7 separate regions of the Mus musculus genome follow, and regions 1, 3, 4, 5, 6 and 7 are each linked to region 2. Evidence: chromatin contacts called from public ChIA-PET, HiChIP or PLAC-seq, Micro-C and promoter capture Hi-C data. All regions are on one chromosome and are shown on one strand. Each heading gives the region's core, a stretch centred on a gene start, on an enhancer-like site or on the middle of the called end of the contact. The rest is flanking DNA. Distances are from core to core; before and after follow the strand shown.

What was found. A called contact is a pair of places that touch in the nucleus more often than the background predicts. ChIA-PET counts read pairs in DNA pulled down with a chosen protein or histone mark. HiChIP or PLAC-seq counts read pairs in DNA pulled down with a chosen protein or histone mark. Capture Hi-C pulls out chosen DNA fragments and counts their contacts.
Region 1: an RNA polymerase II ChIA-PET map of memory CD8 T cells shows a contact between it and region 2, with 6 read pairs. The contact joins the promoter of Anapc7 here to the promoter of Setd1b in region 2.
Region 3: an H3K27ac HiChIP or PLAC-seq map of embryonic stem cells shows a contact between it and region 2, with 8 read pairs. The contact joins the promoter of Arpc3 here to the promoter of Setd1b in region 2. A contact is called at or near these places in 3 of 484 Hi-C or Micro-C datasets (CD8 T cells, LSK cells and granulocyte-monocyte progenitors), 3 of 115 datasets of contacts at active chromatin or transcription factors (bone marrow-derived macrophages, embryonic stem cells and memory CD8 T cells) and 1 of 9 other capture datasets (adipose tissue).
Region 4: a FOXA1 HiChIP or PLAC-seq map of pancreatic cancer cells shows a contact between it and region 2. The contact joins the promoter of Ccdc62 here to the promoter of Setd1b in region 2. A contact is called at or near these places in 2 of 115 datasets of contacts at active chromatin or transcription factors (kidney and pancreatic cancer cells).
Region 5: a Micro-C map of embryonic stem cells shows a contact between it and region 2, with 3 times the contacts expected there. The contact joins the promoter of Atp2a2 here to the promoter of Setd1b in region 2. A contact is called at or near these places in 1 of 39 promoter capture datasets (cranial neural crest), 5 of 484 Hi-C or Micro-C datasets (B cells, the HL-1 cell line, cardiomyocytes and 1 more) and 5 of 115 datasets of contacts at active chromatin or transcription factors (embryonic stem cells, extraembryonic endoderm stem cells, heart atrium and 2 more).
Region 6: an RNA polymerase II ChIA-PET map of memory CD8 T cells shows a contact between it and region 2, with 58 read pairs. The contact joins the promoter of Vps29 here to the promoter of Setd1b in region 2. A contact is called at or near these places in 3 of 115 datasets of contacts at active chromatin or transcription factors (bone marrow-derived macrophages, memory CD8 T cells and trophoblast stem cells) and 1 of 9 other capture datasets (pancreatic islet).
Region 7: a contact with region 2 is called in a promoter capture Hi-C map of pancreatic islet. The contact joins the promoter of Gpn3 here to the promoter of Setd1b in region 2. A contact is called at or near these places in 1 of 39 promoter capture datasets (hippocampal neurons), 4 of 115 datasets of contacts at active chromatin or transcription factors (bone marrow-derived macrophages, extraembryonic endoderm stem cells, pancreatic cancer cells and 1 more) and 2 of 9 other capture datasets (liver and pancreatic islet).

The regions. Positions count from the first base shown.
Region 1 is chr5:122,420,698-122,424,826 of GRCm38.p6, forward strand. It overlaps Anapc7 (anaphase promoting complex subunit 7), which reads left to right and starts at 1,747. Exons shown (of 11, transcript NM_019805.4): 1 at 1,747-1,981. The coding sequence starts at 1,881.
Region 2 is chr5:123,140,515-123,144,645 of GRCm38.p6, forward strand. It overlaps Setd1b (SET domain containing 1B), which reads left to right and starts at 1,679. Exons shown (of 17, transcript NM_001040398.2): 1 at 1,679-1,940; 2 at 2,429-2,613; 3 at 2,842-2,940; 4 at 3,567-3,837. The coding sequence starts at 2,443. It also overlaps a transcript of Rhof not described here.
Region 3 is chr5:122,390,306-122,394,382 of GRCm38.p6, forward strand. It overlaps Arpc3 (actin related protein 2/3 complex, subunit 3), which reads left to right and starts at 1,573. Exons shown (of 7, transcript NM_019824.4): 1 at 1,573-1,692. The coding sequence starts at 1,687. Gm32853 (a long non-coding RNA gene) reads right to left here and starts at 3,006. Exons shown (of 4, transcript XR_387695.4): 1 at 2,234-3,006; 2 at 577-691.
Region 4 is chr5:123,927,995-123,932,098 of GRCm38.p6, forward strand. Ccdc62 (coiled-coil domain containing 62) reads left to right here and starts at 2,695. Exons shown (of 13, transcript NM_001134767.1): 1 at 2,695-2,866. The coding sequence starts at 2,705. Denr (density-regulated protein) reads left to right here. Exons shown (of 8, transcript NM_026603.4): 8 at 1-838.
Region 5 is chr5:122,500,063-122,504,259 of GRCm38.p6, forward strand. It overlaps Atp2a2 (ATPase, Ca++ transporting, cardiac muscle, slow twitch 2), which reads right to left and starts at 2,163. Exons shown (of 20, transcript NM_001110140.3): 1 at 1,506-2,163; 2 at 869-886; 3 at 669-751. The coding sequence starts at 1,623.
Region 6 is chr5:122,351,800-122,355,590 of GRCm38.p6, forward strand. Vps29 (VPS29 retromer complex component) reads left to right here and starts at 2,529. Exons shown (of 4, transcript NM_019780.2): 1 at 2,529-2,677. The coding sequence starts at 2,675. Rad9b (RAD9 checkpoint clamp component B) reads right to left here and starts at 2,406. Exons shown (of 13, transcript NM_001382853.1): 1 at 2,340-2,406; 2 at 745-815. The coding sequence starts at 2,376.
Region 7 is chr5:122,371,083-122,374,989 of GRCm38.p6, forward strand. It overlaps Gpn3 (GPN-loop GTPase 3), which reads left to right and starts at 1,426. Exons shown (of 8, transcript NM_024216.2): 1 at 1,426-1,574; 2 at 2,829-2,937. The coding sequence starts at 1,527. It overlaps Fam216a (family with sequence similarity 216, member A), which reads right to left and starts at 1,260. Exons shown (of 7, transcript NM_026883.4): 1 at 801-1,260. The coding sequence starts at 865.

The DNA of each region.
Region 1 (4,129 bases), core at 497-2,996, 720 kb before region 2:
GCAGGGGCATGTCTCCACCAAAATGGATTCGCCAGTATCCTGGTGCACCTGCGCAGCTCTCATGAAGGTTGTGGCTTATTTTCAGGTGTATGAGGAAGTCAGGTGCAAGTCATAAGACTTAGCTGCAGTCCTGGGCACCTTCTTGGGACTGCTGCCACACCCACTCCTCACGTGGGGTCAAGATGTCTTTGTCATAGGCTAGTGAGATGGTTGAGTGGTTAAGAGCACTGGCTGTTCTTCCAAGGTCCGGAACTCATTTCTCAGCAACCACATGGTGGCTCACAACCAACTATAAAGGTATCTGATGCTATCTTCTGGTGTGTCTGAAGACAGCTACAGTGTATACTCATATACATAAAATAAATAACTAAATCTTTTTTAAAAAATGGCCTTGAATCTCAAATTTAAGCAAACAGCTTCAGTTGTTTACATTTTAATTGCATGTAGTTATTTATTTTGTGCGAGTGAGAGGCACATGCGGCTGTCTCAGAGGACAACGTGAAGGAGTCAGGTCTCTCCTCCCACACAGGGGATTGAATTTACAAAACTAGCCTTGCTGATAAGTGGTTTTACTCTCAGGCTGCCCAGCTTCAACATTTGAAAGTTTTGGTTTCCTTGTCGGCAAAGAAGGACTGACAATTCAAAGTACTTATTTGTTTGTTTGTTTGTTTGTTTGTTTTAAGCGTTTTCAAACAGGGTTTCTCTGCGTATCCCTAGCTGTCCTGGAACTCACCCTATAAACCAGGCTAATCTTTAACTCACAGAGATCGGCCCAACTCCCAAGTGCTAGAATTAAACCACCCCCTGCCAACGTTGTTATTTATTTATTGAATATGAGTACACCATTGCTCTCTTCAGACACACCAGAAGAGGGCATCAGATCCCATTAAATGTGGTTTTGAGCAACCATGCGGTTGCTGAGAATTGAACTCAGGATCTCTGGTATAGCAGTCGGTGCTCTTAACCACTGAGCCATCTCTCCAGATCCAAGTTGTTGTTGTTTGTTTGTTTGTTTGTTTCAATGTATTTTTATGAGTATCTGCATGCCTGAGTGTGTATGTCTGTGCACCACATGCATGTATGTGCCCATAGACGCCAGAGGAAGGAGTCGGATGCCCTGGAGCTGGCCTTTCAGACTGTTGTGAGCCACCAGGTAGGTGCTAGGAACCGAATTCCCCTGCAAGAGCATGCAGTTTTAATTTCTGAGGCGGCTCTCTCCCTCTATGGAAATGGCTTCAGCATTGCGATTTGTGAATATGCAATGCAGTAACGAGTTCGTAAAGGCTTGAGATGTTGACAGTGGGGCGATCAGAGATCCAGCTCATCCCTGTAACTATCTTTTCTTCGCACTTGGATCTAGCGGGTCACTTGGACGGGCAAGCCATGCCTTGCACCAAGGAATCTATTCCCAGTGACAGGGACAAGAGTCGCCAGGAGAGGGGGGCGTGCCACCTTCGCCTAGGACGCTCCCGTAGTTGGAGAAAGCCAGCCCTTGCGCGCCTGATTCGAAAATTCAATTTTTAACTGTCCGTTTTCCGCCTCCGCTGTGTTTAGGATGAACTCCTGTGCATTGTTACTAGCCTCCGCGAGGCATCCATTCCTCTCAGGCTGTCTTTAGCGCAGCAAAACTACGATTCCTACTGGGATGGCTTTGAAGATGATGATGATGGAGAAAACCCTTTCGCCGCTGCTTCTTTTTACTCAGGCACGTCCGTGGCTACCTCCATCTTCGGGGGGCGGAGCCGCGTCTGGACCGGAAGGACCCCGGCGCCGTCTCCATTTTGGAACTTTCCCCGAGCCTCTGCTCTCGGTTCCCGGGAGTTCTGTCCGCCGCTGCCGGTGCCGCGGTGTCGCCGGGGGCCACGGTGTTGCCGGGCAGGATGAGTGTGATAGACCACGTGCGGGACATGGCGGCTGCGGGACTGCACTCCAACGTGCGGCTCCTCAGCAGCCTGCTGCTCACCATGAGTAACAACAACCCGTGAGTTGGAGAGGCGGGGAGGTGGCGGTCCCGGGAGCCGGGGTTGGCGGTGGCGGGGGGACGGTGTGGTCCCGCGGAGGGCTGCGCGGGATCCGGCCTCGGTGGCCTCGGAGTTCTGGCTCCTTCCAGAACGACGAAGTCCCCTGAGTCCCGGGGACCCAGTCCACCGAGTGTCAGCCGTGGGGGTGCCACCCCAGCGGAGGGAGGGGACCCCACTTTCCGAGACTGAGAGCATCGGTGGCGGGCGCGGTGGCGCCTTTTTTTAATTTAAAAGGAACCCTGGCAGTCTAATGTAAGGCCCGACATTGCCGCCGGGGAGTGACTGGTTTTGTGTGGTTGTGTTTACAAACAGGGGTCTCCTGTAGCCCAGGCTAGCCTGCCCCAGGCTGTGTGTGTGTGTGTGTGTAGTCAAGGAAGACCTTGACCTTCTTACCCTCCTGCCTACGCCTCCCAGAAGCTGGGGGGGGGGGGTTAACTGGTGTTTTACACCCCCACCATGCTCTCAGTGTGCGTGTGGACCTTGGGGATCGAACCAGGGATTTCAGGCGTGCTAGGCAAAACACTACCGATGGAGTGACAGTTCTATCTAGCCGGGTTTACTGCGTCTCAAAGGAAGCCCGGGACAGTTGTAGGCTTGAATTGCCTGTAAGGGCCTTGCTTAAAAATTTCCCCATCATTGCTCACTCTTCGACGTGGCTCCGCAAGTCAACCTAGTCATTCCTTTTCTCTAATTTCTCCTCCTGCCCGAGCGCTCTCAGAGCAAGCATTGGCACCGGTGGCTTCACTTTAGAACCGCTGCCTGAGCCGGGCAGTGGTGGCGCATGCCTTTAGTCCCAGCACTTGGGAGGCAGAGGCAGGCGGATTTCTGAGTTCGAGGCCAGCCTGGTGTACAGAGTGAGTTCCAGGACAGCCAGGGCTACACAGAGAAACCTTGTCTCAAAACAAAACAAAACAAAAAAAAATGCTAAGGAAATGTGTTTATTACAGGGAGGTCCAGTAGGTCGACCAAGATCACACCCTGGAGAACATAGAGGAGCGAGTGGATCTGTCTATGATTGGAGATAGTTTGTATTTCAGTCCACCACTGTCTAGTGCTTCCAAAGAACATTACAGTAGCCTTCTACTCCGTGCAGACATTTGCATTTGGCGTGGCTGAGGCTAGTCTAGTGAGACAGCCAAAGGGCTGTGAGGGGCCTGTAATTCAGTCACTACCCCCCACTCCAATTCATTAGTGTGCTTTGGACCGACTAGGCACACACATCATTTGGTCACCAGCTTCTTTTTTTTTTTTTTTTTAAAGATTTTATTTATTTATTTATTTTTATTTATTATATGTAAGTACACTGTAACTGTCTTCAGACACTCCAGAAGAGGGCATCAGATCTCATTACGGGTGGTTGTGAGCCACCATGTGGTTGCTGGGATTTGAACTTCGGACCTTCGGAAGAGCAGTCGGGTGCTCTTACCCACTGAGCCATCTCACCAGCCCGGTCACCAGCTTCTTAGTGTGACACGAGGGACACTGGTCTCTGTCAGCCTTCTGTGTTGATGTTGAGGACTTTTCCCCAGAATCTTAGTGGTGCTTCATAGCAAATGGTTTCCTGTGTTGGGGATAATGCCCTAATCTTTACTCTTGGGTCGGGACAACGTTCTAGCACTGTTTGAACGCTATAGAGCGTCCTCCTCTAGTTAGACTGAATTGGGCTAACCCATGCTTTTCCACGTTAGGTTAGATTGGCAAGTTCTTAGCTACAGGAAGCAGATAAGTTCTGACCTTCATCCTTTATGTTTTGATATTTGTTGAAGAGACAGTGTACACACTGTCCAAAAACAAAATAAGACTGATAACATAGTTCAGTGGTAGAATTCTTACCTAAAATGCCTTGCAGCTGGATCTAGCCTTTACAGTTACCTAAGATATCGCTCTGCCCGGGAAATGGTCATTGTGTACTGGCTGGTTTTGGGTGTCAACTTGACACAGGCTGGAGTTATCACAGAGAAAGGAGCTTCAGTTGAAGAAATGCCTCCATGAGATCCAGCTGTAAGGCATTTCCTCAATGAGTGATCAAGTGGGGGGGGCCTCTTGTGGGGTGGTACCATCTCTGGGCTGGTAGTCTTGGGTTCTATAAGAGAGCAGGCTGAGCAAGC
Region 2 (4,131 bases), core at 429-2,928:
TACAATGTAAAAGGTTTTTAGAAAATTTAACAGTAACAACAGCTCACAGTTTTTTTGTTATTGTTGCCGTTTCGCTACAACTATACATTTAAAACATTACCTTGTTAAAAAATAGAATTAATAAGATGGTCAGGCTTAAGTGTTTAATAGAGGAAACTATATTTAAAAATTTATTGTTCAGTCAAGAGAATACAGATTAAGACAGCTCCAAGCTCTCCCACCCACCCACCCGAGAAAAAAAAAAAAGGAAAAAAATTAAATATGTCATTTACTTAGGTTTTTTTGAATTCAAAACTGTTAACTGCTGACATTAATAGTGTGCTATGACCTAGTTATACAAGACAAAGATGGATTCCAAGTCATAAGGAAAAATCCAGATCTTTTTAAAAGGTCTTCATTCTTCCAAGTGTGAGTCCTTTGGCAAATGTTAAACACATTCAGGCGTCCTGAACTGGATGGTGGAGTCAAAGGAAAAGCATTCCCCATTTGCAACAAAGGAAAAACCCACTTGGCCATTTAATTCCATTGCAGAAAAATGGCTCCCTCATCTGTTGGCCTCTCCTTGGAGTCTGATGAAGGATGTTTTGAGATCAGCGTCTAATAACTCAAGCCCTATAGAAGCCGCGCGCTGATTGGCTGCCGCACCCTGCCGCCCTGCTCCAGCCAATTACCTACCCACGGCCAAATTACAAACCCCGAAAAGAGCCCCAATATGAAATACACCACCACGAAGCCCCGGCGAGGCGGCTGCTTCGCCTCGGCAGCCCGAGAAGAGAGACCGAGGGCGTCTGCAACCAGATCCACGCGAAAAGCCGGGGAAGCCTACGAGTTGAACTCACAAAATGGAAGCCGAGCGCTGATTGGCCGCCGCCACTCCCGGACCTTTAATAAAGAAAGGGGAAGGAAAATGATAAATGCAAAAAAGGGGACTCTCTGTCGCTGGTGGCTGGAGGAAGGAGGGAGGGAGAAGCATGTGTTCAAGACAATTACTGGGCGCTCCCCTCCAAAAATAAAAACAGAAAGGCAAAAAATAAAAACGAAAAAATAAAGAGAAAGAGCTATCTTCCCCGTCCAGGCGAGGGTTGTATCCTCCCAGGAATGTGAAGGCTAGTGTGGTTCCAAACCTTGGTTTCCCTTCCCCAGCACAGCTCCTGGGAGGGAGGGGGCGTGCGGGCCAAAGAGGAAGCGGGATCGGAGATACCTCGATTGCAAACTCGTTTGGGGTCGACGTCTGCCTCCCCTCCAGGCTTCTAGTAGTCATACACACGATCACCCCCCACTCGAAACCCAGCCCTTTTCGCCGAGACTCCACGCGTCCACCACCGGCCTGGGCAGTTTGGAAACAGTTTGGGAGGCCCTGGGGGCGCACACCGTGGAGTCTTCCGTAGCTGGAAGGGTAGCCCCAGCCGCGGGGGAGATAGAAGCCGTGGAGACCCCCCTCTCCCCCGTCAGCCAAGCCCCCCACCTCAGTCCCAGCAGAATAAATAAATTAAAAGGCCTTCCCCCCGGGGAAGGGGGGGGAGGCAGTGTGGGAGCGCGCGAGTGAGGGGTGGGGGGCCGCTGGGGCCCGGGGCTTTGGCGGCGCAGCTGCCGCCGCCGGGAGAGTGCCTGGGGAAGCGGCGAGGAAGGCGAGGGGAGGAGGAAGAGGAGGAGGAGGAGGAAGAGGAGGAGGGTGAGCACTCGGGTCGGGCTCCTTAGCGGTGTATTGTGGGATGTGCGGCTACTGGGAGCCGAGCCTCCGCCGCCAGCCGCCTCCCGGGCAGCAGCAGCAGCAGCAGCGGCGGCGGCAGCAGCAAGGGCAGCGGCAGCTCGGGGCCCGGCAGCCGCTAAGGCGGCGTCCCCCCCATCCCGGCCCCCGGTCCGGCCGCCCCGGCCTCGGCTCCCGCGGGGGACACCATGTACTGGCTGGCGGCGCAGGGAGGCCGGCGCCCGGCGGGGATGTAAGCGCGGCGCAGGGAAGGGAGGAGAGAGAGAGAGAGAGAGAGAGAGAGAGGCCGCGGTCAGAGGAGCCGGGCAGCCCGAGCCCCCGGCCCCCGCCCGGGCGGGCGACGCCAGGCCCTGCCGCGCGCCCCGCTCCCGAGCCGGGCCGAGCGCCACGCCGGGCGGCTGGCGGCACCATGGGCCGGAGCCCGCGTCCTCCGTGCGTCCCGGACCGCGCCAGCCCGCAGCGGGGGCCCCGGGCAGCCCCTCGCTGCCAGCCGGAGACGGTGGCCGAGCGGGCGGGCGCGTAAACCCTCCGGAAAGGGTTTATTCTCTCGCTCCATTCTTAGATTTTTTTTCCTCGGGAGGCGGGGGGGGGGGGGAGAGGCAGCGAGACAAGCTTTCGGGGCGCGCTGGTAAGGTGGGAGGGGGGTGGGGGCCAGCCGATTGGATTCTCGGGCGAATGTGTAGAAGCGTCGGAGAGGACAACAACTTGCTTGGGTTTCAGGTTGGGTTAACGGCATGGAGAACAGTCACCCCCACCACCACCACCAGCAGCCCCCGCCGCAGCCCGGCCCTTCGGGCGAGAGGAGGAACCACCATTGGAGAAGTTACAAGTTGATGATTGACCCGGCTCTGAAAAAGGGGCACCATAAACTGTACCGCTACGATGGGCAGCATTTCAGCCTGGCCGTGAGTAGCCGGCGCGCCTTCCCGCCACCCCCACCCACCCCCGGTGGAGCCCCCAGACAAGAGGCGAACGGAGGGGGACCCCTCTTCCAGCTACCTGGGCCAACTGTCAGCCAGGACTCCCTCCCCTCAGCCTGGAGTGGGACTGGTGCCTTGAGGGGGGGGGGTCTGCCCCTGCCCCTGGGGAGGGTGCCAGCCCTTCTATACTGAACCCCCTGTCTCTGCCCACAGATGTCCAGCAACCGCCCGGTGGAGATCGTGGAAGATCCCCGGGTGGTCGGAATCTGGACCAAAAACAAGGAGCTGGAGCTGTCTGTGCCCAAATTCAAGGTAGGACCCCTCCTCTCTGTCTTATGGTCCCTCCCCCCCTCCTTCCCCGAGTTCGAAAATAACGCCAGTCCTGACCAAGCCCAGCCGGATTCTTAGTTCCCGCCGTCCAGGACTGGGAAGTTTTGGCGGGGAGGGGGGAGAGGGGTGTCCCCTCCGGGCCACTGTAAACAAAATAACACTCGGAGAAACTGTAACGAGGGCACTGAGACTGTATCATGCCGGCAGAGCTGGGGGCTCCCGGTCCCCACCTGGGTCCTTGCGCACCCAGGGCCCTGGCTCAGGGACCCGCCCCCCTCCCAACCCTTTGGCTTTAAAGGGGACAACTTCCTAGACCAGAGGGTCGTCTGGGATCCAGCAGCAAGGATAGGAGGCCAGAATAGGGGGGTGGGGAAAGAGAAACTGTTTCTTTTTCCCCTTTCCTTTCGAACCCAGAGGACTTCCAGGTTCCAAACGATTTAATCCTCTGCTTCCTAGGCCCGCCCGCATGCTTTTTTTGTTTTCTTTTTTCTTTTTCTTTCTTTTTTTTAACTGCTGGGCAAGTGAGGCGTGCTTGTGTTTTCTCTTTGGTTTTAATGTTTTCCAAACTCCCTCCCCCCCCCCCCCACCTCGGCCGCGGCCCCTGGCAGATCGATGAGTTCTACGTGGGCCCTGTGCCTCCAAAGCAGGTGACATTTGCCAAGCTGAATGACAACGTCCGTGAAAACTTCCTAAGGGACATGTGCAAAAAGTATGGGGAGGTGGAGGAGGTGGAGATCTTGTATAACCCGAAGACCAAGAAACACCTGGGCATTGCCAAGGTGGTCTTTGCCACAGTCAGGGGCGCCAAGGAGGCCGTCCAACACCTGCACAGCACTTCTGTCATGGGCAACATTATCCACGTGGAGCTGGACACCAAAGGTTAGTGGTGGCCCGGCCGGTTGGTGGCCTGTGGGGGAGGAGCTGGAAGGCCACCTGTCAGTCTCACCCTCATCTTGGAAACCCCTTTATCGTTCCTTGTCTCTTCTTTGGGATTCCCCACCACCACCACCACCATTTATTTTTTGTCCCCTCCGGAGGGCAGAGTCACATGGAGCCAAATGTGTTGTCTGTTGCTAGGAGACAGACTATAATTTACCAAATGTGCCAGTCCTTGGCCACTGCACCCTTAGGGACCACCCAGAGGCTTCCCCCACCTATGACACCCCTGTGGGC
Region 3 (4,077 bases), core at 323-2,822, 750 kb before region 2:
AGGCATGGTGGCGCACACCTTTAATCCCAGCATTCAGGAGGCAGAGGCAGGCAAATTTATTGAGTTCGAGGCCAGCCTGGTCTACAGAGTGAGTTCCAGGACAGCCAGGGCTACACAGAGAAACCCTGTCTCCAAAACCCAAGAAAGAGAACATGTCTAATGTTAGTTCTAAATACTTTTCTTGTAGCTCATTTCAGCCTCCCTAAGCAATGAGGTAAATACTGAGGCCTCTATATTTAGGTGAGGAACAGAGGCACAGAGAGGTACATTAAGTTGCTCAGAATAACACAGCTAGTCATGTTGGAACTAGGATTCAACCCCAGGACCTGGCTCCTCAGCAGTCATACAAAGAACAGGGAGTATAAGCCAGACATTGTAGAGACCAGCCTGGGCTACATAGTTAATACCTTGTCCAAAAACAAAAAGTGGTTGGCTGGGTATGGTGGTTACATATCCCCTCAGTCTCAGTACTTGGGAGGCAAGGCAGGTGGATCTCAAGAGTTCAAGGCCAGCCTGGTCTACAAAGCAAGTTTCAGACTAGCCAGGGCTACCCAGAGAGGCAAAATACATACTTACATACATATATGATGGGTGTCAGTGGTGGGTTTGTAGTCATCCCCTCAGACATGTGGCATCACTCAGGCCCTTATAATATGCTTGGTTTTCATGACCACTTAGTCCTTGCCATGATCTGGGAAGACATACACCATACCTTGTTGAAAGAGTAGAAATGATATACACATTTAGTGGGTGACAGACAGGTCAAAGGGGTAGGCTCAGGACTTTTCTTTCCTTTACCCCTGTGGTGGTCCCTGACTGTCTTAACATGACAAGGAAGATAGACACCACCGTCGGCATCATAAAACTAAGCAAGAAAAATAAATAAAAATAACAGGAGTGATGGGCACATATCTGTAATTCCTGAACACAAGTGGGTGCAGATCAGTTCATATTCATTTATATGTATATGCCAGCCTGGACTTCATGCGACTCTTAGCAAAGAAAAAATTGAAAAATAAAAAATATTGGCCGCCAAGACGGCTCAGGGTGTAGGTGTTTCTGAAGACTGTGTTGGTTCCGAGAGTATCACGGTGGAAAGTGAGAACTGATGTCCCCCACCTTGCATTGTGGTAAAAGTACAAAACTAAGCCAGGTGTGGTGGCGCACGCCTTTAATCCCGGCACTCGGGAGGCAGAGGCAGGCGGATTTCTGAGTTAGAGGCCAGCCTGGTCTACAGAGTGAGTTCCAGGACAGCCAGGGCTACACAGAGAAACCCTGTCTCGAAAAACCAAAAAAAAAAAAAAAAAAGTAAAAAACTAGACATAGCAGAAGGGTAAATCAGGCGACTGAGTGGTACTGGATTTGAAGCTGAAGCCGGGAAATGAGAAAAAAAACCCAAAAAACAAAACCGGGAGCTGATTATTAACCACTTGCGAGGGAGTCTTCAATTTCAAAATCCAGCCTTTTATTCTGAACGTGCTTTATGCATGCGCCACGGTCATCGCCTCACGCTGACGCGCCCCCTGGCGTCACTTGCGGTCAGCGCAGCCGGAGCAAGTCACCGGAAGTGCGTTTATTCCTTCCGCCCGCCTCTTCCGGCTTACTTCCGCCCACTCCACCCAGGCTCGGTCGTCGGAAACGCTTTCTGAGTTCGGCTTCTCTGGATCGAATCCGGACACCGTCAAGATGCCGGTAAGCATTCGAGCCCCAGGGGCGGGGAGCCGAGCGGGGCGAGGGTCCGAGGGGTGGCAGGAGATCTGTGTCATAAGGCCGGGGAGAGAGGAAGCGTCCGCCCTGATCTCCAGCCTTTGCCTCCAACACCGGCTCGCCTGCCCCGCCGCTTCCCCCCTAACCCTGCCGTGTTCCCAGATCCCACCCTAGAGCCTCGAACCTAAGAACGATGGCTGGCTTTTAATTTATTTTTAAGTCTAAGGTCCAGCTTCTCCTTTTTTTTTTTTTTTTTTTTAAATTTCCCCCTTGTCATTTCCACTTCCTCCTCCACCCCAGGGAGTGGGATCGGCCTGCTACCTAGTCACCTGTCAGACCTCACTTCCCTGATGGACCCCTTCCTCCGTCTCCCTGCTCTGACTCCCACCCGACTCCCTGACCACCACCGAGCCAGCGCTGGTTTCCTTTTTCGTGTGCATCCGAGTGGGAGGAAATTGATGCCGATTGCAGCTTAGCGAAGGGACGCTTGAATAGCGTGCACCCACACTGAACCAGTGTTACTGACCTCTCGCTGTGAAGCCAGCATTGTTGACAGCAGCGACTAAGGGCCACTCAAGGAGCTCACAGTTTAACGGGTAGACAGTAACCATGCAAATGCACATAGGAAGTAGTTTCCTATCTTAACAACTGCTGTGACGAAAACAGATAGATGGCAGTTAGCCTACCCCTATCGCTCAGTTATCGCTCATCCCAATACCGAGGCAGGAGGATGGCAAAGTTCAGGCCAATGTGGACTATGTAGTGAGTTCTAGGCCATCCTGGGCTACAGAACTGCAAAGCCTGTCTCCCAAGAAATGGGGGAAGAAAAAAAAAAAAAAAGAGGCTTGCATGCAGGAGGTGGGGTCACAAGGTACAGCAGCTCATGCCTGTGACCCCAGCTCTGGGGAGGCAAAGGACAGGCAGATCTTCTGGCTTATTGGCCAGCCAGCCCAGCCAAAAATAAGCAAGTTCTGGGTTCAATGAAAGACGATGTCACAGGAAATAAATATATATATAGAGAGAGATAGTAGGGGCTGAGGAGGTGTCTCAGTGGTACAAATGAGAGGACCTGAGTCTGGATGCTTAGCACCCAAGTAAAACAGAAGGGGCGGGGGGAGGGCATGCAAAGCGTGTCTGCAGTTTCGGAGCTGGGGATGTGTAGAGTTCCCTGAGGCTCCTTGTCTCAAAAATAAAGTGGAAAGCAGTTAAGAAACAGACCTATGGCCTCCACCTGTGGATATGAGCATACATACCTACATGCACACATATGCACACACGTGAACATGAACACTACACACACACACACACACACACACACACACATGTACACATGCATGGTCATGTGCAAAATAAAACTAAAAACAAAAACCAGTACCTGGTGACAGGGATTGGGAGAACAGGGGACCCGGGGATGTGGGCAAGAGGCTGGCATAAATAAGGCTTATTTATAATGAGTAGGAGAGCAAGCCTAACTTTGAACAGTGTGCATGTGTTTGAGTAGCAGTGGGGAATTGACCCCAGGGCCTCATGGCATGCTACATAGATGCTCTACCACTGAGCAGTATTCCCCCATCTTTTTTACTTTTGAAAAGGGGTCTTATAAAATTGCCCAGACTGGCCTTGTAGTTGTGATCCTCCTGCCTCAGCCTCCTAGGTAGCCAGGATGACAAGCCCGTCCGGCATCACCGTGTTTGGCTTTGGAAGATTCATGATTCCTATAGTTAGTATATGTGAAGACCCAGAGTTACTGTCCAAATGAGCCCCCGCATCTCCGGATGACACTGTCTTCCAGAGGTCTTGAGTTCAGTTACTAGCACCCACAGGGCAATTTACTACCTATAATCGGATCTGATGCCCTCTTCTAGTATGTAGGCATACAGTTTTCTAAAAATGATGTGGCATGAAAGTTTTTAGTAGGTGGGGCAGATTTATAGAATATTGGCTTTTGAAGGGTTGTTTACCATTAATGGAGGGAAATTCCCAGCATTCTCAAACTACCCTTTAAGAGCACTGGAGTTTTGTCCCCAGCATCCACATCCAGCAGGTGCCAGCTGCCTATAAGTCCAGCTCCAGGGACCCCAGCACCATCTGCTGGACTCTGTGGGTACTGCATACACACAGAAATACCCGTCCACAGATATAGTGCACACACATAATATATTTTTTGTTTTGTTTTGTTTTTGTTTTTTTGAGACAGGGTTTCTCTGTGTAGCCCTGGCTGTCCAGGAACTCACTCTGTAGACCAGGCTGGCCTCGAACTCAGAAATCCACCTGCCTCTGCCTCCGAGTGCTGGGATTAAAGGCATGCGCCACCACGCCCGGCTATAAGATATTTTTTAATCTTTAAAAAAAAAATCACGCTGAGCAGTT
Region 4 (4,104 bases), core at 1,445-3,944, 790 kb after region 2:
TAAGGGCAAGTCCTGATACAACTCATGGATGAGGGTGCCAGGCAATGTTACAATGTTGGAGCTTATAAATAGTACAGACTGGGTACAGAAATGGTGCAGCCTGTGGTAGGATACTATATATTTGAAAATGCCTTTTCCAAGAATATTAGGAACCTGTTTGGTGATGTTGACTAAGACTGCAAATTTGTTTTAGACATTTATTCTTCCTGTTGGGAGTGACAGATGCTCAGCAGAGCCAGGAACTCTTACTCTGCCTATTTACCGTGGGGTAAAATTCTAACCAGTTAAAAACAGCTTCTATCTGTTTTCAGTCTATAGTTTGGGAAATAGCAATTAAACTATCATACTGAGAAACTAGTCATTTTAATGAATCGGGTGAACTTAAGTTTTGAAAATCAGGTGTTAACATGTGAAAGTCTTTTATCTTTTAAATGCCTTAAGTGTGGGAATATATGTAGCTGGGCAGAAGTGCTTACCTACCATGCTTGTAGCGTCACAAACACAAGTTGTTAAAGATTCCTTCAAGAATGTAGAGTCCACGAAATCATTATGTGAAAACATCCTTCCTTGAATGAAAGGATGCTTTTTTTGTTTGCTTTAAAGTCTTAGAATAAAATGTGTAATAAAGATGTGAAGTTAAGGGCTACAGAGATGGCTCAGAGGTTAAGAGCACTGACTGCTCTTCCAGAGGACCTGAGTTCAATTTCCAGCAACCACATGGTGGCTCACAACCATCTGTAATGAGATCTGGTGCCCTCTTCTGACATGCAGATATATATGCAGAACACTGTATATAATAAATAAATATTAAAAAAAAATAAGAGTGAAGTTAAAAATGAAATTCTTCGCTAACTGAATTTGGCTAAGTGGGGACATTTGGCAAATCAAGTGCACCAGTCATGGCTATCCAGTGTGTATTCTGGTGGTGGTTTCTTGGTGCTGTAAGAGTCCTGGTATAGGTACTACACCCTCGGTGTTCATGGAAGACAGGTCAGTGTCCACAGACTGTGCCCCCTTTGGGTACGATGCCAACAGAAGCTAGAAGAACCTGTAGGGGCCCCTGAAGCTGGAGTTAAAGGTGGCTGTGAGCTGCCTGCCCATTTGCATGCTGGGAATGGCACTTAGCACTGTTAACCACTGAGACCATCTCTCCAGACCTGAAACAGTTCTTGAAAAATGCATTTTCAACCCTTATCCTTATCATCAGCAGGTGTTACTGCTAGAAAGTAGTCTAAAATTGCCCTTATTGATAATGTGACTTTTTTCCTTTCACTTGAAATTTAACCTTCCCCCTAGTTTTAAAGGTTGATTTTAATTCTAATTGTCATAATCTTGTTTTGTTTTGGGTTTGGGTTGTCTTAGAGCTTGCTCTGTAGACCAGGCTGGCCTTGAACTAGGACCTCTGACTCCGGAGATTTAAGGATTTAAGGTGTGATCAACACCTGGCTAGTTTTTTAATCTTTTTGCTTTTTCATTTGCTACTTTTTAGTTTTTCGAGACAGGGTTTCTCTGTGTAGCCCTTGCTGTCCTGGAACTCACTCTGTAGATACCAGGCTGGCCTTGAACTCAGAAATCCGCCTGCCTCTGCTTTCTGAGTGCCGGGATTAAAGGTGTGCGCCACTCATTTGCTACATTTTTATTAGGTCTGTAGCATGTGGTAAAGAGTTTGCATCCTGATGGTGACAGAGATTCGATCCCTAGCACACATATAATTTTAAGTTCATTTATTTTGGTGTGAGTGTGTGTTGGTGTGCAGAGATAAAACAACTTTGAATTCTCTCCTTCCACTGTGGAATCCTAGGATAATTCTCAGGTGGTCAGGCCTGGGTGGAAATAGCTCTTAGGGTCCAGGGTTATTCTGCTTGCCCCCACCCCCTTCTGACTCCCTAACAACCATAAAACGAAAGGCCGAAATCCTAGAGCCTGGGAAGAGGATGGCTGGATAGCCCTTCTGGCATAAGTGGTGGACCTGCCTCAAAGGTGATGATGGAAGGCCTCTGGAGGGAGACTCTGGAAGTTGCACTGATGCGGGAATGCACAAACATGGAAATAATGAGACCCAGAATTCCCGTAGGTCTCCGTCGTTTCTCCGCGGGATCCAGCAGTATTATGGTAAATGTGGCTGGAGAGATGGCTCAGTGGTTAAGAGCACTCACTGCTCTTCTGAAGGTCCTGAGTTCAATTCCCAGCAACCACGTGGTGGCTCACAACCATCCGTAATGAGATCTGACGCCCTCTTCTGGGGCGTCTGGAGACAGCTACAGTGTACTTACATATAGTAAATATATTATATATATTAATGATATAATTACTAAAATATCTTTTTAAAAAATAATAACATGTCACGGTTCTCATCACTACTAAGAGCAGATCGATGATCGATTGACTGGCAGACCCTCTGTCTCCAATGATCTTGGTTCAGACCAGTGCTGAGAGCCCGGCCCGGTTCTTCAGACTAAACATCCACAGGGAGGGACCCAGGATCACTGGGACCTAGAAACGGCTTTTAATTCACTTCGTCTTTCCCGCTGCGACGCTCTGGGAACCTTAGAGGGGCCGAAGGCTTCCGGCGTGGGAATGAATATAGGTTCACGTTCTTGATCCGCGAGCGAGCACAGGCGCAAGTCTCGCGAGAGCATCACTCCTGCGCAACGTCCGAGTGCGGCCCGCCGGCTGGCCCGGCGGTTTGAGTGCGCATGCGCGCATGCGTAGCTCTGAGGGCGCGCCGTCCTGGGCTGTGGCTTTGCCCCCGCCGCTGCGGCCGTGCGCCTATGGCGTCTCGGAGGTGACCCGCTGCTGGCACCAACTCTCTCTGGGGGCGGGGGAGTCATCCATGAACCCTTCGGCGACCTTATACCGGCGCCAGGTGAGCGCCGCCGCCCCGGGACAGGGCGCCGAGAGGCCGGCCCTAGCTGGGACCCAGCGACGAGGCACGAGCACCGGAGCGCTGCTGTTGAACGTTGGCAGGGACATTGCCCTCCCTCGCTTATTTAACAGTAGCCTAGCGAGTGGACCGACTTCTTCCTTCCCATTGACAGTCTCGAAAGTGAATTTGCCCAAGGATTGCACTTAACGTATCAGTGTAGGGTGACACGAACACTTTTTGTATGATGGGTTTATTACCTGGTTACCTCCACTGAGCCCCGTCCCCCCCTCCCCCCGCTGCCACCCCTAATAGACTGGAATCCAGGTACTGTGACTTGGAATTCCAAGTTCTTTTGTGTGTGTATTTAGGTACTAGTAACTGAAAGTCATTATAAGTCTTTTTCAAAGTACTGTCCGAAATCATATACATGACTGCCCTATGAACTTGTCGTGCCCTCCACGCCCTGGGTAGACCATGCTGGCATCGCTCTGAACTCCCCCTGCCTCCTGAGTTCTGAGAATATCCGTGTGAGCCGTCATATCCCAACGTTAAATATCTTTAACTTGGGGGCTACGCTTAGCTTGGTGGTAGAGTTGTCTTGCACGCATGGGGCGAGTTCAGTCCCCACCTTTCCTACACAAAAACAGAACATAATTCTGTACCGTATGGTTTGGTTTGGTTTTTGGTTTTTCAAGACAGGGTTTCTCTGTATAGCCCTGGCTGTCCTGGAACTCACTCTGTAGACCAGGCTGGCCTCGAACTCAGAAATCCGACACCTGCCTCTGCCTCCCAAGTGCTGGGATTAAAGGCATGTGCCACCACGCCCGGCTGGCATCTGAGTTCTGTGAGTTCAAGGCCAGTTTGCAAAACTGACAGGGCTGCATAGCAAGGCCCTGTCTAACTGTAACTAATAATAATAATGATAGCTAATGCTGAGTGATTACTATACTCCAGGCACTTATGACGACTATAGGTCTGTAATTCCAGCTATTGTGGAGTCTGGAAATTTCAAGGACTCAGAGTGAGCCCCTGGGCAAGGCAATTTAGTGAGACTAAGTCTCAAAAGGTTATTTCCATAAAAGGCTGTGGAGGTTAGAGAGATGGTTTGATGGTTGGTTAAGAGAACCGTTTGCTCTTCCAAAAGACCTAGGTTTGATTCCCAGGGCCCCCCTATTGTTACTCATTAATGTCAGCAGTTCTGATAGCAACTTCCAACCTCCACAGGCACTGAGCCTGCA
Region 5 (4,197 bases), core at 913-3,412, 640 kb before region 2:
TCTCTGCATTTCTCTAGTTTCTTAGCAACCACACTGGCTCAAGCACATACAGAACAAGAAAGAAAGAAAGAAAAAAAAACAAACAAAAACCCCACCTTCACCTTTATTCCCTCTTTAATATTTAGAACCAAGAATACTGAACTTTGCTCTCTTACTCTAGGAATCACTCAAGACAGGGGTCCAGGTTAGATGCCACCCTAGAGGTCAGTGACCAAATTTGGTCAACAGTGGTGCCATCACTGCCGTCATCATTCTTGTCACTGTCAGGAACAACTGTCACCTTGCCACCACCAGGAAGGCAAAGCAACTGGAATATTCCTTTTGTACGATCTATTTACAGAGTGCCCAACATCATCGTAGTGTGATCTTACAACATGATAACAAATGGAAGAACCCCAACAGAAAAGGACTTAGAGTGAGGAACTTTCTGATACTAAAAACTGGTGAGACACAAGAATTCCAGAGACCCTGCGCAGTCAGGGGTCACCTCTCACTGCACTGTAACCTAAGCAAAACAGCTTCTATCATTTTCCCCCCTCTAATTCTTGAGTTATTTTGTTTGTTTGTTTTTAAACACGGAAACTCAATGGTAATTATTTATTTTCTGGTGTCCCAACGAAATTCTTTCAACTTTTATGGGGAGACAAAATAATTTTTTAAATACTTACGAAAGATATACATGCTGCCAGCAGTAAAATTCTAACTAGTAAGTCTTCAAACTGCTCAATCACAAGTTCCAGCAAGGTTTTTCCTGTTAGAAAAGGAAAGGAAAAAAAAAAAAAAAAAAAACAAACCATTTGTTTCAATTGTCCACATCAATCAGCCTGCACACATCATCTCTCCAAAATAACATGTTAATATTATTTACCTTCTTCAGCCGGCAATTCTAGAAGGCCGAAATTCGACAGCAACGTGTCAGGAGGAAAGCAGAAAGAAAAATGAAGATATTGTATTAGCGCTTTTATTAAAAACTGCTAAATTCACCACCATCGTTGTCTGAATGGCGGATATAGGTGTATGAACGTACAACAATCTGTCTCCACTTTGATACCCCGAGAAAATTATTCAGCCCTGGTAATCAGTGGCCTCGGAACTGCCCGTAAGCCCTCTCCGGCCTCCAGGACCATGCAGTCATTTCAGCTGGGTCATCACTTCTGCCAGATGTGCAACTTTGGGGAGCACAAGAAACGGTCCGAGGGTTTCTCAACAACATCGACGCCTCATAAATCCGCGGGGGACTCAGCCCAGCCGCAGGAACCTCCTCCCTCCTTCCCACTCCCTCTCCCCCCCCCCCAATCCGACTCGCTGAGCGCCGGCCGGGAAGGTCACCGGCTCGAGACCCCTAGAGGTCGGCGATGGCCCAGACCCGCGCGTGGACCGCCCGGCCTCTCGCAGCCGTCGGGCGCCGCGCCGAGCCAAGCCCCACGAGGTGGAGCCGGGTCAGCCATCTTCCTTGGCGCTCGGGCCCGCGCCGCGCCGCTGCAGCCCCGGCGCCCCGCACCTACCGTTGGAGCCCCATCTCTCCTTGAGCTTCTTGACCTGCTCCAAGCTCAGCCCCGTGCTCTCGTTGACCCCGAAGTGGCCCAGCACCTCCTCCACGGTCTTTGTGTGAGCGTTCTCCATGGCTGCGGGGGCCCCGGCCGGCCTCGCCTCGCGTCCCCGCGGCCTCCTCGCCTACCGCCTCGCACTCCGGCCGCGGGCTCGTGCCACCGCGGGCGCCCGGGCGCGGACAGCTGTCCCCTCCTTTTTCTTCTCCTCCTCCTCCTCCGCGGCGGCGGCGGCCGCTTCCGCCTGACCGGGGCGCTGAATCACCCGAGCCCCCTCCCCCAGAAACCGCCGCACGCGGCCCGGCCTCGCCGAGCCCGCCCGAGGGACTGCGAGCCTCCCGCCCCGCCGCGAGTGTGGGTCGCTTCAGCAGCTGCCAGCCGGCCGCGGGCAGCGCAGGCCCCGGGCGCTGCGCCGAGGAGACGGGGCGCAGATGAGGAGCGGCGCCGGGCCGAGCCCTCGGCGCCGGGAACCGCGAGGCAGGCGACGGGAGAGGAGCTGCGCGGCGCGCCGGCCCGAGCCCCTCAGCTCTGCACCCCCGACAGCGGCGGCGGAGGGAACTGCGGCGGAGGAGACGGGAGGTGGCGGCGTCGGGGACGGCTCCGCGGAGGCTGCTCTAATAGCATTTATCCGCCGCTGCCTCCCCTCTCGCCGCCGCCGCGGCATGTGGACGCCGCTCATTGGCCGAGAGAGCCCCCAGCGCGGCGCGGGCGGCGCGGCCCCGCCCCCTCCTCCGGCGCCCTCCCGCGCGCGCGCACCGCGCGCCCACGCCGCCAGCAGGCCCCGCCTCCTCCCGCGCGCCGCCCCCCAGGAACCCGGATCGAGGCCGCGCGCGGCGCCTGTGCGCGCGCACGGGGCCAGGGCCACCTCTGCGTCCACGCTGTGCTCGATGCGCTGCGGCCACCGGCGCGGGCGGAGGGTGAGCCTGACTTTTCCGGGGCCACGGCTTTTCCCGTATCGACCGCGCGCGGGGATAGAGCGCGGAGTTCACGGGTGGGCGCTCTGTGCTGGTTGCCCTGCCGCTGAGGTTGGGGACTGGCTGGGACCGCGCATTGGCAGGGAGGCTCGGGAACGCAGGGGGGCCGAGGCGCGCTCGCACTGGTGTCCTTGGCTTGCCTCCGCGTCCTGGGCAGCGCGAGCCGTGCTCTGCATCCTAATGTCTCCTTCAGAGCCCCCCTCAGCAACCAAGGGGAGGAATTCCGCAGTTCCCTTCCCACACAGCCAAAAGCGCTCATCTGTCGCCTCGGGAACACCGCATCCCACACCCCCAGCCGAAAGCCTCATCTCCATCGCACGCCAACACCAGCCCTTCCTTCCCCTGCGGGTTCTGTGCCCCGACAGGGAATCCCACTCTTGGGGGAGGAAGGAGGAAGTTTTATTTCGTTTTTAGTAGCTCACACAGCCTTTGACACACGTCTGCATAGAAGTCACAGGTTATGCTGTAGCAGCTATGCTAGGTGGCTTGGCTTTGGCTTCCAAATGATGGCTGCTATATAAGACTTCCACTTCCCCCAATGCGAGAGAAGGAGCCTTCAATCCCAAATCTATTCTTAAACCACAGATCATCTGTTGTTTCTGTGAGGTCTGTACAGAGCCTAGCATGCAAGGTAATTTTGCCAATATAAAGAGGCTATACGGAGCCCGCCTGTGATCCCACGAACAGAAGTGGAAGCCACGGGATCAAGAGTTCAAGGTCATGGACAGACACTGAAGGAGTTTAGGAGCAGTCTTCCACGTTGGACCTTGTCTAAAACATACAAAATAAATTTAAAAAGCAGAGGAATGTGGGAAGCCATACTTAACAGGGAGGAGGCCCTTTGCATTGAATTTGCAAATATCTTCACAAAATGCGGCTTCATGAAGGGCATAGATTGCAAAATAAAGCATTTCATCTTCTTGAGTGTTTAGCAACGCCACCCCCCCCCCCCAATCACTTGAGACGTCCCACAAGGCTCCGCCTCAAGACTTAAGATAGATTCCTTCAGCAGATGCAAATCATGGTGCTTTACCCGACTGAAAAAAAAAATCAAGTACGTCACTTCATTTAATTATTTCCAAGGAGTGGAGGCTGGCACGCAGTTCTGATTGATACTTGGAACAGGACCAACAGAACCCTACACGAAACAAACAAACAAAAATTCTAGTGTATAGCAATGCACTCCCTAGAAGCAAGGTGGAAACTGGTTAGGTCACAGCCTCTTCTGGAGGATCAGGTGACTGCCTGCGAGGTGGGGGGTGAGAGGGTGGGAGGGATGGAGAGCTGGTGGGTCTCCCTCCTAGCTGGATTCCAGTTCTGTCGTACCTACAGCAAGGGGCACTGAGAGTAGGAAGGTCATGACCTCTCTTAGTTTGTCTGTGATGCTCACTGGGTTTGGCTTTTGTTCTGTAGTCCCCTCCTTCAGGGGCTGGAGGTGCACCCTACAACACGGGTTCCCAGTTTTTCCCTCAGGCCATCTTCCTCCTTGTCCGGTCCCCTCCTGAAAGATGTTTGGTGGTTTTTTTTGTTTTGTTTTTCCAGAGCTGAGGACCGAACCCAGGGCCTTGAGCTTGCTAGGCAAGCTCTCTACCACTGAGCTAAATCCCCGAGTCCCCCCCACCCCCCGGAAAGATGCTTTATTATCTAAAGCAGCTCCCCTCCCCAGGATGCCTACT
Region 6 (3,791 bases), core at 1,279-3,778, 790 kb before region 2:
AATAAAACCGTGCGCACTGAACTTGCACATGGTACCTACAGATGTGTATATATCTATATTGAACATACACATACAAAATCTATACTCTCAAGCTCTGATACCGTAAAACTGTCAGTGTCCACAGTGACCACAACGTTAATGCATGAAGTGTGGGAAGTGACAGAAAAGCCCTAAGTGACTGACCTCATACCTTGCCTGGGGGGAGAAGCTATAACTTAACGCAGCAGCCATTCTGGGAATGCATGCTTATAAACTGTCAGGTTTTGGAATTTTTATGTGCTCTCGATTTTACCCACCACACTTCACTTGGACTTAGCACTTTTAAAACATCTTCTCTTGCTTTAATATATGAACCAGTCACTTAACATTCTTTTAAATTTAATTTATCTTGGCATGTAAAATAGGTTTCCCGTAGTTCAAACTGGTCTCACACTTGATATATAGCTGGCTGAGCTCTGCCTCCCTGGCACTGGGAATATAGGCCTGTGCCATCACACCTGGTTTGTTTTGTGTTGTTGTCGTTGTTTTTCGTTTGTCTGTTTGTGTTTCTTGACCCGTAGGGGAGGGTTTGAGACAGAGTTTCTCTGTGTGGCTTTGGCGTCCTGGAACTTACTCTGTGGACCAGGTTGGCCTTAAACTCAAAGAAACCCCACTGCCTCTTCCTCCCAAGTGCTGGGATTTGAGGCACACCTGGCTTTTTTTTTTTTTGGTTTGGTTTTCGACACAGCAGGCCTTTTAACTTACACCTTTCTCGGATGGGTCTAGCCACAGCTCATCGCTCACTCGTGATAGCGTTTGTACTGCTTTCCCAAATACTATGGAGGAAAAGAAAGGTGCGTTCACATTCTTCCCAAGCAGTGAAGACAAACCACAAGACTACTCTTGTATGCACAGGACTCAAGTGAAAACCAGAAAGGACGGTGGGATCCACTGAACAACTTAGTCATGCCTGTCAAATGCAAGTGATTCTTCTGTTGCGTGTTAGCGCCCTGTGGGTCAGACTGCCTGAGATGGAAATAGGGGATTTTAGTTTTACAGAGACAAGACTACTCCTCAATCAAAACACTAGTTATCCAAAATTGTTGGCAAACTTCATCCTTCCGAAACTTCAAGGCCTTTTCCGACTAACCCATTTCATCCTGGCTCTACTAATTGCTCTACGCTTGATCTTGGGCTAAAGGCTGGAAACTAAGTGGTTAGCACTTGCATCCATTCATGGGCTATCCATACGACAACAGCATTGAGCATCTTGGCTTCCAACATGCTAGGCTAGGTTAACATGTTGTTAGACTATAACGATCTCAACTTTGATGCTGTGTCAAGCCTTAGCAAAGTGCATCACTATGAGAGGAGGCACCATGACAGGAATTCACCACACGGTGTCCTAATTGTATGTGATGCCACAGAGCTGGAAACAGTGGTTTGAAATCCTTTTTTCCTGAATATGTCCGAACAATTTCCCGTTAAGTGATTACACTGAACTTTTTGGTCAAGATACACCTGGGAGTTAAACTACTCAGCCGATCCACACAGCGTTTTATAGACTAATTTACATTAGGAAATGCCGTATACCCTTACCTACATACACAGTAAGACTTCAATAAATATGCATCGACATAAAATTCAACATTATTTCTCCTGCAAGCCAATTTCCGTGCTAATGCTCTCATTCATTTTGAGTTCTCCCAACCTCTGAAGGGGGATGGTACACTGGCCCTTCTTTGGTCTGTCTACACACAAACCCGGTCCCCAGCCCAAGCATCCCACCCCCCTTATAAGGCTATGTATTATACAGTTCTCCACACAGTCTTTCTAATTTCTGATCTCACTACATGGACTTTTTATTTAGCCCATGCTTCTAACAACCTCTATCAACGAAGGGGCTAATATTAGTCTCATTTTTCGACTGAGGGACAGAGAGGATTGTTCGAGATTATATATTAAAACAAAAACAAAACCCAACAACAATAAAAAAAATGTCTCCGGCAGAATGTCGAATAAAGCAGCAGGTTGGTTTTCCCACAGCTCAAAAATACTTTTGCTGGTCAAGTATTATTTCCCCCCTTGAATTCTCTCCACATCAGCCCTCCTCAATCCGAGTTTAAGGCCCAATGGCACAATTCTTTTCTCGGTCACCGAATTAAACCCTGGACATAAATCAAATGGAACGGGGCTGGCATGCTCTTCGAAGCCCAGCATGGCCCTCGCGAGGCGCGCTATGGCAGCTTCAGTCGTGGCGAAGAATGGCGGAGGAGGCCGAAGAAGACGATGGATAAACCCTGCACGAGGCGTTAGACTTTTCCCTCTTCTAAGTAGCAAAGCAAGAATGGCCGCTCCACCTTTCACCTGGCCGCCCGTCATCCCGCACTTCAGCATGGCTACGGGCAGAGCAGGCATGGAGGGCGCAAGCGCGCCAGCCGCGGGTGCCCGGATGTTGCCCCCGCACTTTCCGCGAGCTCAGCCTTTCCTTTGCCCCGCCCACGAGCGATTTCTTGCAGCGCCGGGTTTTTTTTTTTTTTCCCTTGACGGGAAATGACCCTTACGGGCCCCCGTAAGACAGGCTCTTGCCAACTTCGCGTCTCATTGGTGGCGGAAGAAGTGGGCGGGTCGACCGAGGAGCCTGAGGAAGAGGGCGGCGGCGTTCGTGGTGATTGAACGGAGCCCTGGTGACAGGATGGTGAGCCCCACGGCGGCTGCTACCCGGGTGGGGCCGGGATGCTGCGGCGTCCGGTTGAGGGAGTGGGGTGGGGGCGCGAGGAGGATCCGGGTGGCCGCGGAGTTGGAACGGGAGGACCGCGGCTGGTTGAGGGTGCGGCTCGGCCTGATGTCGCCCCCTCGCCCCAGCGGCCAGAGGGCGTGCGAGGCGGACCCGGCGGCCGGACCCGGTCACGAGATCGGCTCCGGCAGTCGGTGTGACCGCACGTCTCTTCCCTCCTGGTCCTTCCCGGCTTGCTGGGGGTAGCCGGCCTCGGGGCAGAGCGCGAAGTAGCCGTCGCACTGGCCGCCACTCCGGACGGGGACCCGGAAAGGGGACTGCTCGTCTCCTGTGGCCGCTGCGGCCCCATTGAGCGATGTCGTGGGGATCGTTTGGAGCCTGCGGAGATGCGCGGGGTTGTTCGGAGAGCCTTAGCTTACCCAGTCTGCATCAGACCTTTAGGCCCGTCCCCCCCAATAGATTGCTGTCCCTACGACTTTTCTGTGCAGACACGTCCTTGTAATCCGATTTTCGAAGGCACTCTTTGCTCTCTAAAGTTGGGGGGGGGGACTGCTGTTTGTCCTGATGAAGGTTAAAGTGAAGGCACCTCACTGGCTGCTGGGCACGCGTTGCGTTTTTCACAGATTATCCTTGTGCAGACAACCTTTTAAAAAGGTGGCCTAGCAAACACAGAAGTGGATGCTCACAGTCAGCTAATGGATGGATCACAGGGCTCCCAATGGAGGAGCTAGAGAAAGTATCCAAGGAGCTAAAGGGATCTGCAACCCTATAGGTGGAACAACATTATGAACTAACCAGTACCCCGGAGCTCTTGACTCTAGCTGCATATGTATCAAAAGATGGCCTAGTCGGCCATCACTGGAAAGAGAGGCCCATTGGACATGCAAACTTTATATGCCCCAGTACAGGGGAACGCTAGGGCCAAAAAGGGGGAGTGGGTGGGTATGGGAGTGGGGGTGGGTGGCTACGGGGGCCTTTTGGTATAGCATTGGAAATGTAAATGAGATAAATACCTAATAAAAAATGGAAAAGAAAAAAAAAAAGGTGGCTTTATAAGCCGTTCCAAAGGTATATG
Region 7 (3,907 bases), core at 176-2,675, 770 kb before region 2:
GTCCTAGTCTAATTCTACAGTGAGATCAAGCCTGTAGTTTGCTTGGTTCCTGTACTTAGCCACATGATATCTTTCTTGTTCTTTAATAGAAGTAATTTCTGTCCTGGAAAGAACAATTACGTTGTGCTGGAACTAGTACGCTGGTTTGTTAATTGTTTCCAATCATGGATCTGGTCTTTTTACTTTTTTCAAAAAATGAAATTGATTCCTGTAGCCGGGTAGTGGTGGCACACGCCTTTAATCCCAGCACTCGGGAGGCAGAGGCAGGTGGATTTCTGAGTTCAGGCCAGCCTGGTCTACAGTGAGTTCCAGGACAGCCAGGGCTACACAGAGAAACCCTGTCTCGGGGAAAAAAAAAAAAAAGTCTTAGCACCAAATATATATTTACAATAAAATGTACATTTAATAATAATGTACTTAATAAACATAAATATATTTTTATTTCATGGCCACGGATTCAGATTCTACAAGAGCCATGATTGTGGGCCTAGTTGGATCCCAGTCATCCCGCCTCTTGATTTTTTTAAGGAAGGAGGCCAGGAGGGGGACAGGGAAGCATGGCATCCAGCTGTGATATCAGAAGTCAACTGTCCTCAGCCATCTAGGGGACAGTTAAAACCTTCCCAGGCCCGAGGCGGCTGGACCCTCGGCTCCCCGCCAGGTTAGGAGCCCGAAAGCTCAGTCTCTGTCCTGCTCCGAGGCCGCCTCGGCAGCCGAGCCCCGCTAGAGCCCGCTCCCCCCCCCCCCCCCCCCCCCCCCGTCTCGCGCCTCCTCGGCAGGGGTTCCCAAGGCCGCCTCACCCTTCACCGCCTTCCGTCCGGGCCAAGGCGGGCGGCCCCGCGACCCCGGGCCAACGGCTCGGCATCCCGTCCACACGCGTGCACCACACCGGCTCTGAGTCGGCGGCCTCCGGCTCTCCCCACTCCGACCCTGCTCAAGTGGCCGCCGGATGGTGCGGAGGAAGACCCGAGTTCCTGGAGCTGTAGACCCGAGGGCGGAGGAACCTCAGGTAACCAGGCTCCTGCGCCTGGGCATCTCTCGCTGACAAGGACGCGTCAGGGCAAATCCATCCACACGCACCCTAAAGCAAGTATTCCTTATCCACCTCAGTATTCTAGACCCTCAGAGGACCTGCAGACCTTCGGTTGTCACCCTATGTGTCAAACCCAAGCACCGGTGCTGCGGCCCGGGGGCGCGGAGCGTAATTCGCGATCCGCTATCACCTAGGCAACCGCCTTCGCCGGAGGCCCAACCGATAACGGCTCTCGGCTCTTTCTCTTTCTCTCTCTGCGCACGCGTGAACGAACTCGTGTCCCCGCCTCCTCTCTGAGCACGGCACGCGTTTCGGAAGGCATTTTGGCCCTGGGGACGCTCCGTAGTCTATGGTGTAGTAAATACCCGTGCTGAACGAGCGATCTGTGGTTGCGATTGGCTCCTACGCACATTCCCCGGAACGCCGTGGCTGTCGCGCGAAGGCTGAAGGGAGTGTGGCCGTCGGCTGTGTGTGAAACCCCCGGAGAGGCGGCATGCCTCGATATGCGCAGCTCGTCATGGGCCCCGCGGGCAGCGGGAAGGTGAGCCTGGAGGAGCTGCGGTGCGTGGGTGGCTGGGCTCCGGGGAAACCCTGGGTATACGGCTTCCTGCTCTCTGCTTGTACCTTGCTTTTTTTTTTTTTTTTGTTTGTCTGGGAGTGATAGCAGCTTTAATAGCTCTTGAGCGGCTTGAGAGAGGGCTGAGCGCTCAAGAGCTTGTTCTGTCCTCCCAAAAGACTTCAGTTCTGTCCAGCACCCAGACAGAGCTGCAGGACACCTTTGCTCCAGGAACTGCCCTGGTCGTTCCAGGTGTCTTCATATCCATTCTGTGTGCTTGATCCTATACCCATTCTACAGATTACAAACACAGAAAGGTTTATTTTGTTCAAAATCATACGCTTACTTAGGTCCGCCCCGGAATCTGAGTCTGGGTTGTTGGTCTTTTTGTTTTTTTGGTTTTTTTTCCCCTGTCTAATTCCAGACAAGGCCCCCTGCCACGCACCCAGTATGGGGTCTTTTCTTCCCTTTTTCTCAGAAGTTTGGAGTATGGGTTTCAGATAAGTTTGTAGATATGCACTGTTTGTGGGCATTTTTTTCTTTTTCCTTTGAGACAGGGTTTTTCTGTGTAGCCCTGGCTGTCCTGGAACTCACTCTGTAGACCAGGCTGGCCTTGAACTCAGAAATCCGCCTGCCTCAGCCTCCCACGTGCTGGGATTAAAGGCGTCTGCCACCACTGCCTGGCTCTAGTTTTTATATTTATTTTTTTTGTGTGATACAGTGTTTCTTTGTGTACATATTAAGAGAATGATGCTAAGGACACTTAAGCACAGTAGAAACGGCAATGGTGACATTTGAGGGATGCCTAGAGTCTATAGAGGTGTTTGTATCATTTTAATATTTAATAAATACAATATTCAGAGTACTAGAGATGGCTGTGTGACTCCACAGGGCCTGTCATCTGATCTGGAAGGTACACAGCTCACCTGTCAGTTACAGTGCATCTGTATGGTGGGGCTGTCCTAGGTAGAGAGAACAGGCTGTCAAAAGGAAGCGTGGAGCGTGGAGGAGGTCATTTCTGTAACCTACGTTAATTTGTAGACTGTGTTAAAGAAACATCCTGAGCCCACGCCCTGCATCTAGATCTGCAGCTCTGGTCTCATCGCCTTCCCAGGGTTTCCCTGGAGGTGCAGTTTGGCTTGGGTGGACACTGGCTCAGAGAGGGGAGAATTGTCTGGGCATGTGGAGGGCGGTACGCTACTGCCTTGGGTGCTAACCCCCCACCTTGTCACGTTACAGAGCACCTACTGTTCCACCATGGTTCAGCACTGTGAAGCCCTCAACCGATCTGTCCAGGTGGTCAACCTGGACCCGGCGGCAGAACACTTCAACTACCCTGTCATGGCCGGTAAGTCCCGGCAGGGCCACCTTCTTCAGGCACCGTAAAGCTCAGAAGGCACTGGAAGCCGGCTGCTCAGTTATTCACGTGCTCAGCCCCGGGGTGAGGAGGAGCAAGATGAGGCCACGGGCCATTTCATGGTGGTGTTTGTGGGTGTGGATGCCATGGCCTCCTTTTCTGGTCTTTGCTGGGAGACTCTAAGGTGAGCGGGCTCCTGCCTCCCTGCCTTTCCCTCTGGTCCCCTTGTTGCTTACTCTGGTGAGTTGGGGGTAAGATGGTTTGTCCACAGTAAATAGCACCTGTGCTGGCTTAAAAAAGGTGAGGCTCAGCCGGGCATGGTGGCACACGCCTTTAATCCCAGCACTTGGGAGGCAGAGGCAGGTGGATTTCTGAGTTCAAGGCCAGCCTGGTCTACAAAGTGAGTTCCAGGAAAGCCAGAGCTACACAGAGAAACCCTGTCTCGAAAAACCAGAAAATAAAAAAAATTTAAAAAGGTGAGGCTCAGGGCTGGGCTGGGGCTTGGTGGTGGAGTGCTTGCCTAGGGTATGTGAAGCCCTGGGTTTTACCCTCAGCACCACATAAAACCAAGTGAGGTAGTACACATTTGTCACCTCTGCTCAGTGAAACAAAACAAAGCTTTTTTTGTTTTTTAATTAAAAATAGTAATCCTCAAACAGAAGCTGCTCACTGAGATGACGGTGCAAATGTTTGAGCCATCAGCTATATACATACACACATACATACGTACATACATACAGACACACATACATACGTACATACATACAGACACACATACATACGTACATACATACAGACACACACATACGTACATACATACACACATACAGACAGACAGACAGACAGACATACGTACATGCATGCATACACACACATACATATATATGTACATACATACATACATCTCGGTACATTAAGTTCCGGGATGGATGACCTCACATGGGGAAGGAGTTTGGTTAGA